2 separate regions of the Drosophila melanogaster genome follow, and region 1 is linked to region 2. A link is a contact called in public Hi-C data. All regions are on one chromosome and are shown on one strand. The core of a region is the stretch at or near the end of the contact, and the rest is flanking DNA. Distances in the headings are between cores, read along the strand shown.

The links. A called contact is a pair of places that touch in the nucleus more often than the background predicts.
Region 1: a Hi-C map of the Kc167 cell line shows a contact between it and region 2, with 2.9 times the contacts expected there. The contact joins the promoter of slgA here to the promoter of Mnr in region 2. A contact is called at or near these places in 8 of 107 Hi-C or Micro-C datasets (the Kc167 cell line, the OSC cell line, the S2 cell line and 3 more).

The regions. Positions count from the first base shown.
Region 1 is chrX:21,372,638-21,375,337 of dm6, reverse strand. slgA (sluggish A) reads right to left here and starts at 1,336. Exons shown (of 11, transcript NM_001258863.2): 1 at 1,214-1,336. waw (waclaw) reads right to left here. Exons shown (of 5, transcript NM_001031918.2): 5 at 2,193-2,700. It overlaps bbx (bobby sox), which reads right to left. Exons shown (of 5, transcript NM_001031917.2): 5 at 2,193-2,700. It also overlaps asRNA:CR45612 and asRNA:CR45611.
Region 2 is chrX:21,279,875-21,282,574 of dm6, reverse strand. Mnr (Membrane-bound Notch regulator) reads left to right here and starts at 1,404. Exons shown (of 6, transcript NM_167735.2): 1 at 1,404-1,529.

The DNA of each region.
Region 1 (2,700 bases), core at 87-2,586, 93 kb before region 2:
CCTTTTCGCCGCTTCGCTCCCGTTTATGTAACTGTAAATGTAACCGAGATTGTACCGTAATTGTAACTACGACTGTGTGACGTCACAGGCATGCCAGCCCCGTTTGCTTCTGATTTTGATTTTGATTTGGAATTTGTTTTGATTTAATTGAAATGCGCCGAAAGCACACACTAATTGGTGTTAATTGCGGCTCTCCTTGATTCTCCCCAATTTTCGTTCTCAGTTTTCCACCCATTAACCCCTTTTCCCTTTTTCATTTTATTTATTAATTAGCAGCCCGCTAAATAATCGCCAGACGGGAGGCTGCAATCAATCGAAAAAACTTGGCGGGTTTCATTGCACAGATTTCATTACACTTCATTATGGGCTATATCAAGTTCTGTCTCGCTCTGGCCGCCTTGGTTAAAGGGAAACAGGGAGCTGCCGTACTTAAATTGCGAATTCATCTGAATGGTTTTTTTTTTTTTGTTTTTTTTTCTTCATTTTTCTTATTTGTTGCTATGCGGCGAATTGTACCTATTATATAACACTGCTTACTGCTCTCTACCTCGCTTTGTAGAGATCCTTTTATGATACGAATACAACGCAGCCACTCACATGTACACTGCAAAATTTCGCTTGGGTTTGTGGGTTTCCTCTATTTGCTCGATATAAATTTTGCTTTAACGGTTGTTTTGTCACTTCAAAAAAAACAAACTACGATACATAACCAGCAACGACCCAAAAACAATAATAAGGGTAAACAATACAATTTTGTAGAATTTGTAGAATTGCCAAATATAGTTTTTCGGAAAAACTCGTGTTTGTTTGACAAACTTCTCACAGCAGCCTGCGAGAAAAGTAGAAAAGTTCCCGTTTCTGTCAGCGCATTTGCTCACCTCACAAAAGACACACAAGTACAAGTACAATTATAATTATTTTTCGGTTTTTTCGAGTCAATGTTGTTCTTTTCGAGGGTTTTTGGTTTTTGCTGCTGCAACAGAGAGCGTGAGCACGCGCAAGGGTCTGAATTCGCGAATAAACTGAAACACATGAAGCGAAATTAAGGCCAACACGGCGAAAGCTCGTCCAAAAAAGCTTGAGAGAAATTGTTGGACCAGTCGGTGAGGGGCAGAAAGGGGATGGGCCACCCCCAGCAGCTGTTTGGGCTGCACGTGAGCGAAAAAAAGAAACCCGATCGAAAATTAATCGCCATCTTGTCAACTCTTATTACCCAATAAAAATCGGCACGCTTATCTAGGCCCCTGGCGGTTGGCCGGGAATCTTCGGTGCTCTTATCTTATCAATGGACTCCCACACCAGCGTCCAACAAAAACGAACCATTCCTTCTATTCATCTCTCTCCCTGTCTCTTTCTTGACAACCGGCGTCTTGCAACACTGGCCTCGCAAACAGGCTTGCTTTACACCCAGATCACTGGAGAAATATATCGATACGAAATATACGCTCGCAAAATTTGAAATTTAGTTTCAGGTACGAAAATTATTCAAAATGTTTCTCTGTGTAAAGAACGCTTATCGTGGACTCAAGAAAGTATCAAACAGATTTATTTTAATTGCACTATTTACGCAAATATAAGGCCACCAAATGAATATAAGTTTTCTAAATCTTTCTAATCGGACCCTCCCAAGCCAAATATTTCCTTTTGCTGTGTGCCGAAAGAAGGGATTTTAGAAAAGTTTGAATTATTGTTAGTTACAAAATTGAGTATCCGAACTATTTGTTACTTTCAGCTCGCAATATAAATATAATATAAATATCGATAGTTATCGCCGTCTCACAAATCTACACACCAGCGATCTCTAAAAATGTCCTTTGGGTTTGTTTTAAGCGATTTTTTCGGTTACAAATTTCAAACATATTACTTCGTATAAAATCTTTTAAACTGATTAAAATTAAAAACAAAGCGATTCGGCTTGTGACACTAACAAAAAAAAACCTTTTACGTCTCAATTTACTTTACTTTAAAATTGTTTATAGAAAAAAGGTAAGAAAGTTAAGAAACATTTATGGCATCAAAGAAATCATGTTAACGTAAAAAAAAACTACAAGAACTATATGCACTCCATATTTTTTAATATACACAATGTATGCGTACATAGATACCAAATTGTTCCCGTATACTGATTACTTACTGGCGTTTCATAGATAAATATTGCAAAATTGGCTCTTCAAAATGAAAATTCCAAGTTTCCATTTTAAAATGAATATATTTTTGTTTGCAAATTGTTTGCGTTTCGACAAATATAGCAATAAGTTACGACTACATATTAGAAATAATAATAATTAACATTTAATGAGCGACCGCTGCTGTTGATTTTGCTGCTTAGCGAACGCGGCCCGAAAAAGGAGAAACTTAACAAGAAAAAAACAGAACAAGTTATTTAAATACCAAATATATACATAGATATATGCGTGTGAAACTGACTCGGGTCTCCTCCTACCGCCGTCATAACAAACAATACATAATTCGCTATCGCCGCGACTCTCTTCTCGCATTCTCTTCGGCTGGCTTGATTTTCTGTTATTACATAATATTATTGACTAAATTGTAGATCAACGAATGTCTGTTTTTCCATCTCCATTGGGCACCACCAGCAAATAGCTTTAAGCATCGTAAGTATCGAAAATGGGTGCTTAACTTGACCGCAAGACTATCATAAGGGCGACAAATTCAGTTTAAGGTTTTCGATTGATGCGA
Region 2 (2,700 bases), core at 155-2,654:
AACAATTGAAGTCCACCCTGGGGCACTTTTATAAATGTTTTGTGTGCATAAACAAACAAACAAAGGCCGCATAACATTAAAATGTAACACAAAAAGCCACAACAACAGCAATAACCACGGCTCATGTTTTGTGTTGTGTGATTAAAATTAAAATAAGCGGCGACATGTTGAACTTGAAAAATTCGTTCTGCCTTGCTTATGACAACAACAACAACTGAAAATACATATATATGTACATACATACATATGTATGTACATAAATGTTACAATAGGAAGAGAAGCGAAATCTGACCGAATCTTAAAGTTCCTTACCAAAAAAGTATTGTTTATTGTGCTGAATAGCCTGGATCGGTATTTATTGTACACAATGTATGCATGTATGTACATACATTTGTATGTACATATATTTAACGTGCCAGCAAACCAAAAGTTAAAAGCTTCTGAAAAAATAAGGGAAACCATATTTATGAATCCCTCATATAGGGTATAAAAAAGATACCGTCAGCAGAGTGATCAAGGGTGGGAGTGAGAGACATCATGAGCGGGAGGGAACCCTAATAGCTTTACTAATGACCGAATAACTCATTTGGATTAGAAAAATCTCTGTCCCATAAACGATTCCCAATTAAAATCATAGCGCTGCCAACTTTCTTTTAACTGGCGTTTCTGCTTTTTCTTCTTTGCCTTCTTTTTCTTTTTACTCCGGTGTGAGTAAGTGCCGTTAGTGGTAAATATGCAGGGTATGCAGGAAGTGATGTGATTCTGAACTTTGATACCAATTAATTTATTTGTTTGGCTTTCAGAATGAATCTATTGAAAATCTAAAGATGGGATAAGTTATAATCTGTTACAACCGCAATATGGTAAGCGAATATTGATTCTGCTACATCAGTTAGGTATGTAAGTTTACTTATTGAAGGAAGTGTAAATTTCAAATCACTGCTGTGTCGTGTGTTTTGGTCAATGCTTATGAAATGTGTATTTTTGAAGTTCTATGTTCCTGTCATACATATGTACATATGTATTTATTTCTTCTGAAATAAACACTACAGTTATTAGGCTGATCGCTATAGTTCTAAATTCATTCTATCAGAGCTATCTGAAGTTACACGGTATTCGAAAGCGTTGCACTTGCCACCAACAAAACAAAAACGCACACACTCGCGCACGTGCGAGCGCGACAAAAAATCAAAACAACAAAATCCACGCTGGTAACATCTGCTTTGGCTTGGCATTGAAATCGCGTTGGTGCAACGGCGAGGGCAGGGTATGGTAGGAGGAAGGCTGAACGGGAGCAAGGGAAAGAGCGAGATGATGCGATGCGGGCACGAAGGCCAAATTGCCGAAGATGCCCGAGTCCCCATGAGCCGTTGAACGTGGAGCCGAACCGGTTTTTGGCGCTACACTGGCGCTGCGTTGGCGCTCAGTGCAAAACGAAGCACTGAAGGTGTCAGTTGGGCTCCCGACGGTTTAATTTTTAGCTCCCACAACGAACGCAGTTCTCAGCGATTTTGACGCAAATTATAAACGTACGTAAGCCGGTGATTTCACGAAACGCGTTTCGAATCAAAAGAAAACAAAAAAAGAAAAACTAACGAAAAAAAAAACTGAAAATAAACCCAAAATACAATTAAAGTGCTAATGATTTGGGATTTTTTCTCACAACTGAAATTTTTTTTTATTGTGTTGTTCTTTTTTTCGTTTTTGTGCCATTAAATCATTTTTTCTGCGAAAAAGTGCTAAAAACAAAGTGAATCCAATCTGTGCCGCCAACGTTGTTGCCATTGTTGTTGTGCTCAATTAAAACATATTTGCATATATAGTTTTTTTCGAGTGTGTGAGATCGTGATCGTGATCGTCATCTCTGCTTTGCCTTTTCTAATTCGTTTCTCTCTCTTGCTAATTAGCAATTCGAATGTTGTTTTTTTTAGCTGATTTTATTGATGGATATCAATTAAAAAAAAAAAAAATTTTGCTAAGCGCTTAAGAATTTCGGAAACGCTTTCAACTCACAGGCTCAGTGTTTAAATTGCCGAATTATGCCATTGAACTTGTTAGGAGAAAAGTTTTTAAATTTTCTTTTTGAAAAATCTAAAATGGTCAAACATATTTTCTTAACGTTCCAAACGCAAAACGTTAGTTAAAGAGGTTTAAAAGACTTGAACGCATTAATGCGAAGACGTCTTCAGTGTATTAATTATACTGGAAAAATCATTTGAATTATTTGTCACTTAATTCTAAACCTAAACTCTGTAATGCAAGAGCCATGCTTTAAATGGGGACATACTAATTGCGATGATCAGTGTTGAGTGTTCCACTTTGTCTAGCAATTTCCTCGGAGGTTCTTCGTGTTTCTTTTGTAGGCCGGGTCGTGTAACGTCATCTAATATACATGGCTAATAATCCCTTTCCCAACGCCTCCGAAAGGGAAGGGGTGATGCCGCCTGAAACCACCCACATATCGCGTCTTGTTCGGCGAACTATAAACATTAAATAACAATAATAAACAGCAACAAGAGCCGGGCAGAAAGTTGAAGCAGTTTGTCTAAGTGGCTTGGGGCTTTGTCAAAGCATATAAAATATAATACAATAGAAAGTAAATGGAAGCCGCAACAACAAAGTAACAAAAACAACAGCAACAACAACGGCGACAACAATGGCAACGAGTACATCGCAGTTGTTGGCTCCAAAACACGCAAC